2 separate regions of the Mus musculus genome follow, and region 2 is linked to region 1. A link is a contact called in public promoter capture Hi-C data. All regions are on one chromosome and are shown on one strand. Each heading gives the region's core, a stretch centred on a gene start, on an enhancer-like site or on the middle of the called end of the contact. The rest is flanking DNA. Distances are from core to core; before and after follow the strand shown. Region 1 holds the start of Rlim (ring finger protein, LIM domain interacting). Region 2 holds the start of 2610002M06Rik (RIKEN cDNA 2610002M06 gene).

Region 1 (3,950 bases), core at 650-3,149:
CTTTGAAATACAACAAATTCTTAAAAACACATTTTGGTTATATATATCATAACCCAACCTAACTTAATGTTAGTATTAGTATATTTGGACAACCAAGGTCAGAAGGAACCAGGAGTTAGATAAAAGATTTCCTTTAAAGGCCAAGAGGCAATCTACCTTTTAATATTAGCTTGTTTAAAATAGGCTTTTCCTTATCAGACTAATAATTATTTTCAAGTTCTACGAGCCACTTTCAAGAACTTATTTGGCATACCACAGTAGCCTAAGGCAGAAATTAAAATAATAAAAATCATCAGGACATTTTAAGCTAAGAGATATTTGTGACCTTTTCAGCATGATTGTTTGCCCTTAAATAGTTATCTTAAAGGGTGCTTGGGTTGGTCCTTTTAGATCCTTAACCTGTATTTCAGAAACTGATTTGAGGAAAAGGTGGACCTGTAATTGTGCCTGCCTCCTAATTATAAAGAATCAAAGAAATGATTAGGACTACACTTCCTATTCTTTCTGTCTTCAATCATTCAAACGCACGGTGGCTAATTACAAGTCAAGAAATGTAAGCAACTTATTTCTAGGAAAAAAAAACATATATACAGTGGGGCCTGCCAGGAGCCCATGAGAATCTGATATAAAATCCCTTTCCCCTCCAAAAGAGGAAAAAAATGACCTAAATAACTAGTCTCCTAGGCCTCAGATGCCAAACGAACCTGTGGAATAAGTATGGTGAAACTGTCCAGGAAAAGAACGTGGCTGTCTCCTCCATCTTGAAATTAATCAGCAGAAGGGGGAAAGGGACTGAGTATTCAGGAAGCAGAAGCCCAACCGGTTAATACTAGTTACTAAGCTATGGCGTACGTGGCAGGTACCGCCCGCCCGCAGAAGCAGAGACCCTTAGGGGTTTTTTTCTGAGTGGGGGAGGGGTAGGGCTGCTGGCAGATCACACGGAAATTAACTTGAAAATAGTCTGGCTCAATTCCCACACTTACCAGGGAAAACAACCCGCAACGTCTTTTCCCTCCGTTTTTTTAATTTTTTTTTTCTTGTGAGGAGGAAAACCCTTCTAGTAAAATCTGGCCAAGGATACACTTAGGGCTAAAGGTGCAGGGAAGCAAACCACGTTTGTCTCCGATCCTCCCGGAAGACTGTCACCGTAGCCCCAGAGGTTAACAAACTGGTCATGCCCTACAGAAGCGTTCAAAATGAGGCTCTGCGAATCCTGTGAAAATCTGAAGGTTCAAGAGTTCCCAACATCCGAATTAAGAGCACCTCCACCCCACTTCCCCAAACCCTAGCCCGATACGCAACGCGGGGCGACGACGATGGGGGGTGGGGGGAACCTCTTAGTAAGAAGCACTGGAGCCATCCTCACGCCTGAGGCCCGGAGTCCAGGATCGCCTCCCCGGCGTTCGTTCTTAGCTCGGGAGGGCCGGGCCCCGACTCCACGGCCTGGGAGAGGAAGTCCTGCCCGACTCCTTCCCCTTCTTCCACGAGCGGGGCCGACACACGCCACCCAACTAAAATGGCAGCGGCGACTACGCCACGGAGCCCCCCACAGCCGGGAGCCCAGGTCCGGAGGCCGTAGTGGGTGTCTCGGCCGCGGCTGGCCAACTCGGGCCATTTTGAGGGCCGCGGCCCCTGCCTGCCTCCAGTCCGACATCCCATTTCTCGGGGTGCCCGTACCTTCACTTACACGGTGTTTCGGCCAGGAGGGAACTCAACTGGGCTCCGCCGCCGCCACTGGGACCTCCGCTGCGCTACTGTGCTGCCGCTGCCGCCGCGTTCTAACCCGCCTCTAAACCCGGGCAAGAGACCCGCCTCTAGAACAGCGCCAGCTCGGAGACGTAGCTCAATCAGCCATTATCTTCCCCATTGTTACCTAGCACTGACAGGAAATGACTGCCCACAACAGGAAGTGATGCTGCGCTCCCAGCTTCACAGGCCCCCGCCCAGACTGCTGGCCAGCCAATCCCAGTTGAGCCCTCGAAAAGGCCTGGTGGGCAGAGGAGGGGCCGGACAGACTACCCGCCCAGACGGGCGGCGGGTCGGGAAAAAAATGCTACTGGGACGCCCACCATGTGACAGGCCCCACCCTCCTTCGCCATTTTGAGTTGTAGCGAGAAATTCGCGTTCTGAGAATTGTGGGAACCTTCGCTTTCCCATTTTGAAAGCTGAAGGACGTCACAGTCGGGCCGCTTGAAGCCCTTCACAGAGAACAAGAATGTAGTATCGGTGTAACTGGCATTGATCCATACAGTCCAGACTAGTGTAGACGGCAGCCAACCTTTTATTCAACATGTATTTATCGAATGCCAACTGTAGCTCAAGCACAGCTGTAGATGTTGAGGAAGTTGAACCATAAATTAAGTTGAAATAGTCCAAGAATTCTCAGTCCTTAAGGGATTTGGTAATCTAGGGTGAACACACTTATAAAACAATTTGTTGCTAAATACTAGAGATTAAAAGTGAGGAAGTGGGTGGAGGCATAAAACGTGGGGACAAAAGTGAATTTGCAATGTTAAAAAGTGGTGGGGAAGGCCTCCTCGAGGCTCTAACTAGAGTACTTTAAAAGGGTGTGGCGATTTGTAAATGGATGGGAAAAAGTGATAGTGGGGGAATTCGAAAAGGGCGGTTAAGGAAGCGTCTATTGGATGCTAAAGCCTAAAGAAAGGACCAGAGGGAATGCGCCATACACCTTTCAGTTCCCATTGTTCAGTTAAAGGGAATAAGAACCCAACCGCCCCCACCCCGTTTTAAAGTACGTCTCTGTGTTCCCACCCTATTTTTCTGTTTTCTGATAAAAGAACAGGTAGACTAACTTTTTTACTGTTGTTCCAACGAACCTAACTTATTGCTACATCAGTTGCTTAAACTGGGCTGGAAGCTGGAAGCTGGTCGACGGTGGCTCGCCTTTAACGCCAGTACTCAGGAGGCAGAGGCAGGCAGATCTCTGTGTAAGTTTAAGGCCAGCCTGGTATACTGAGTGAGTTCTACGACAGCCAGGGCTACACAGAGAAACCCTGTCTCGAAAAACAAAAACAAAAAACAAAAAAAAGGCACACACATAAACTACACTATAATATTTTTCTTTTCATATTTTTTACATGGATCGTCTAGGCCTCACCTCACCTCCTAGAGAAACCCGTGACCACTCTATTTAACCTTCTCCATTACCTACGTAATTTTCTGTAAAGCACTTAGTTTATCTCACCGGTTAAGAACGCGGTAAAGAGCTGGAGAGATGAGTCAGCGGTTAAGCACACAGACTGTTTTTCCAGAGGCGCTGAGTTCAATTCTCAGCAACCACGTGGTGGCTCCCAACCGTCTGCCATGTGATCCGATGCTCTCATCTGCTGTGTCTGTAGACCGCGACAGTGTAATCACATACATAAAATAAATAAATCTTTAAAAAAAAAAAAAAAGAACACGCCGGGCAGTGGTGGCGCACGTCTTTAATCCCAGCACTTGGGAGGCAGAGGCAGGTGGATTTCTGAGTTCGAGCCTGGTCTACAGAGTGAGTTCCAGGACATCCAGGGCTACACAGAGAAACCCTGTCTCCAAAAACCAAAAACACACACACACACTAAAAACCCAAGAACTGGGGAAGCTGAGACAGGAGGGTTGCTGAGAGTTGGAGGCCAACTTGGGCTACATAATAAATTCCAGACCAGCCTGAGATTAAAGTGTGAGACTAAATTTTAAAATGGAGAGTCTGTCTATGAGACCCAGGCTGGCCTTGAATCTACAGTCAAGCTTCTACTTCCCAAGTATTCGTACTGGTATTTCAAACCTTCTTCACTCTTCCCTGCTCAAAGGTCATGTAACTTTTAAAAGACAATCTGGTAATGTGTGTCAAAAGCCCCAGTGTAGCTGGGCACCACAGTGTTTGCCTGTTATCAAAGTACCTAAGAGGATCAAGCAGGATTGTAACTCATTCAAGGCCAGTCTGGGCTACC
Region 2 (3,950 bases), core at 697-3,196, 3.8 Mb after region 1:
CACTTGACTGGACTCTGGGAGTTAGAAAATGAACATGTTAAAACTTTTCATTGAAAAAACAGTAACAGCCAGCCGGGCGTGGTGGCGCATGCCTTTAATCCCAGCACTTGGGAGGCAGAGGCAGGTGGCCAGCCTGGTCTACAAAGTGAGTTCCAGGACAGCCAGAACTGCACAGAGAAACCTTGTCTCAAAAACAAAGAAACAAACAAACAAAACCAAAAATGAAAGAAAGAAAGAAAAAATAGTAACTACATATTTTGTTACTGGGAATACAAGGCAGGCTAGACAAAGTAAAAATAGCCTGCTTCCATATTTTCAGAACATGAAATAAAAGCTTTTGAAGCTACTGCCTCTAATCCTTTCAAATTTTCTAGGAAAAAAAAAGAGAGCTAATAATTTTAAAGCTCTTCAAATCTCTAATACTTCAGATTATGTTCAAAAATACAATTCAGTAGGCACTACCATTTCTTTTTACTTTAAAAATGCCTTTCTAGGGTTGAAAGGTGAGACAATATGCTTCCCAAATGAGTCAAGTGGGTGACAGAGGATGAACACCATGCCTTAATTCAGAAAACTGTTGTTTCAAGGAACTTGGGAAATAAAACTGATATTTTGACTCAGAGTTCAATAAAGTGCTTGTCACTTTATGCTAATATTAAAACTATACTACAGTCACTATTTTTTTTTACATGCAGTAGAAACAGGACCTCTCTTGGTCATCTTTTCATGATCTGCACCTTTCCTCCAGGCTAGCACTTTAATGTACAGCATATCCTGACTAGTGCTGCAAGATTTACTGGATGACATAAAATTGAACCCATCAAAAAACCATTTTTACCTGTACTTCAGGCTTATAGACTAATAGCGCCAAAAGAGCTTAACACGAGCTACAGAACAGTTACCATAACCCATGGTTTATCTTTTTGCTATCTTGGAGTTGAAGAAAAAGCAATTTATTTTATTTTTCTCTAAAGCCAACCCCTGGAAGGAGCAAAAATTACAGCAACATGGAGCTTCTGTGATGGAATTTAAGTAGTGAAAAAGAAAAAGAAAGCCAAATTGTGTTCATGACGTCACCAGGAAGCTTTATTCTTAGCCCCTACTAATTGCCCAAGTGGCCAGACAGGTTTGGCTGATGGACTTTATGGCTTCAGGAATAACCTGAATTTCCTCAAGTGTTAAATTAGAATGCAGCGGGAACAGAAAGCGAGCACAGTTAGTTCGGAGGGTTCGTAGCAATCGCTCAACCTCATCACCAGTCACCTGCAGTCATTAAAGGGCAGTTCGCCAAAAGCAGTTTGTCCACGTACGCTTTGAGAACCTACACCTCCGCCTGGAGCCATAGGCAAACTCCAGTCGCCTCCCCTAGGTCCTGGCACCATTCCCTGTCAATTTCAAAGAGGCCAAAAATTCACTGATAAGGCAGGTGACAGAAATCCTCAACAAGGGGCGGTACGGGCTCAATTATCTCTGTCTGTCCACTGGCTCCTCTGACCCTCCCCACATTCGAGGATGGCAGCGGAGGCGGAGGCGGCGGCCGCAGCGAGGAGGAGGGTGAAAAATAAAAAAAATAAAAAAAAGGCCAACCCCAGGCCGCTGGAGCCTACCCATCCGCATCACAGCTCCCTCGCCCCACGTGCGGGCCCAAAGGGTCAAGCCCCTGGGCGTGTCCCCAGCACCCCTGCCTTCGCCCCCCCCTCCCCAGCCCCCAAGGCCCTGGTAGCATCTTGACCAACAGAAAGGATACTCTCCATGTTCGACATGATCTCTCGAGTTCACCGGGCGGGAGGAGGGGGAGGGGCAGGTAACACGCGGGACAGGGGCTGGACCCGCGAGTTGTGGGTCGCTTGGGCGCGCGGAGGGTGGCGGTTGTAGCGGGTTTCGAGGGATCCTAGCCCACTTCCTGTTTCGGTTTAGAACCCGTGGTGGGTGGAGTCCCACGAGCTAGAGAGGCGGGACTGGGACGACGCCAACATGGCTGCAGTGAGTCGCTTCGGTTAGGATGGCTCTGGTCGCTTGGGGGCGGTGGAGTCCGAGAGCTGAAGCTTAGGTCCCTCCCACTTAGATGCTTCACGTGCGCTCAGGATAACTGCGCTAAACCTGGTCCGGCATCCCACCGGACTTCTAGTTCTTTCTTTTGTCAACCTGGACGCCGCTTAGCCTTCCGCCCACCTCGTACCTCAGATTTCACACAGTCCTGGTCGTCCCTCATCCCTTTCTCTCAGAGCTTAAGTCTTAAAGGGTGAAGACAAAGGTATAGGACTTTTAAAGTACTTTTTAAAAATTCTGACAGTGTAAAAGAACGGCTCGAGGGGTTAGTGTGGTGGGTAATGTTGAGGTTTTTTAAACAATCTTGAACCTTAGAGTTGTAGGGTTGAAGGGGAAGGAGGAAAAGTCCGGCTCTACTTGAGAGGTAATGTTGCTTCGAAATTTTTTCTCATATTAGTTGGTTTAATTTTATTTTTCTTAAGCACAGCTGATGTATGGTCTAAAATTAATATAAAATCTCTATAATGGGTGGGAGCAGTAATGGGGGTGGTCGTAGATAGAGCTTGGCGTATTTTACGTTCCTTTGACTTTCAGAAATGTCCAGAGGTGGATTTATTAGAAGCACTCTCTGGACTTAGGAAAAGAGGGAATTTTAAGCAGATTTGTGGCATTTCAATTTTAGTGTCATAGAAATTACATATATTACTCTGAAAGTTAGTGTAATTGTCGTAATTGCTAAATCTCAGAAGTTTGTCATTTACCTCATTCTTAAATTCAACCTGTGGAATTATGTGCACAATGCCATACACTTTTTATCCTTAGGATTATTTCTTTTTTTTTTTTTTAACAAAACTGGCTTTAAAAGTGAATATTTTATTATTTTGTGTTAATGATAGTTGGTAAAAAGCTTCAGACTGTTTTCTAACTGTCCGTGTTTCATTAAAAGAAAAAGAGAACCCTTGCTCAATACAAAGTTCTGGGAAGTACAGTCTAGAAATCATTTCAATAGGCAGAACCGTGTAAAGGTTATTTTTAGGTTTGCATCTCACTTTATAGTTGGAGAACAAGACTTATGAAACTGAAAGCTTTGGAAATTTCATCAGTTCTCTGTGTGCCTTAAACAGTTGCCTTCATTGCTGGAAAACTACCTTTGGGGGTTAAAGGTAAAGATATCTGTCTGGAAAGACTTTCCCTTAGCACTTACTATTTTTAACATCATTCCTTCAGTAAAACCATAAATACTAGAACAACCTACCAAAACTTAAACATATGTGAGTTTTAAAATGCTGTTGTTAGAGTTATAGGTATGCAATGTATAAAAATAAACGTTAAATTAAAATTTTTTTCAAACGATAAACTTTTTCAAGAAGTATCTCTTTTATAAGGTCCTTGTTTATAGAGAGTGTTTGCTGCTGCTGTCTGTCTTAAGTAAAAAACAAAACAAAACTGTTATCGTCTGTACTAAACACCTAGAAGGTATTTTACGTTTATGAGGTCTTTTATGTTTTAAATCCCAAAGTTAACTTCATATTTTCTTGACTATCTGATTTTAATCATGGTCAGTTTTATAATTGAGTCAGTTACATGAATAAGTATTTTAAGTGAAAATATTTATAAAATAATCTTTAGATCCTAGACACTAAATATTAATATTTGTTTTGACTGCTTTGTGACAATGCTTTTGTGGCTTTTTAGCAAAATTTACTAAAGTGACTAGAAAATGTAATGGTTTATTGAAACTAAGCTCCATTGCAGGAAAGAATAGGAATGCACCAGGAATGGGAATAGTGTATCTCTTTATAATTTTTCTCAGATTTCCTGTTCTTGTTATAACATCAGGTGGATAATCTGAACTTCTTTAAATTATGATAAAATAAATTCAGAGATGGACCCAAAGGTCAATATTTTTCCTCTATTTACATAGTATAATTGGATATTCAAGTATATAATAATAAATTCTT

What was found. Promoter capture Hi-C pulls out the DNA fragments that hold promoters and counts their contacts.
Region 2: a contact with region 1 is called in a promoter capture Hi-C map of pre-B cells, with 6 times the contacts expected there. The contact joins the promoter of 2610002M06Rik here to the promoter of Rlim in region 1. A contact is called at or near these places in 2 of 39 promoter capture datasets (cranial neural crest and pre-B cells).

What each region holds. Positions count from the first base shown.
Region 1 is chrX:103,979,386-103,983,335 of GRCm38.p6, forward strand. It overlaps Rlim (ring finger protein, LIM domain interacting), which reads right to left and starts at 1,900. Exons shown (of 5, transcript NM_011276.4): 1 at 1,678-1,900.
Region 2 is chrX:107,814,388-107,818,337 of GRCm38.p6, forward strand. 2610002M06Rik (RIKEN cDNA 2610002M06 gene) reads right to left here and starts at 1,947. Exons shown (of 8, transcript NM_025921.3): 1 at 1,748-1,947. The coding sequence starts at 1,763. Tent5d (terminal nucleotidyltransferase 5D) reads left to right here and starts at 2,090. Exons shown (of 6, transcript NM_001163104.2): 1 at 2,090-2,254.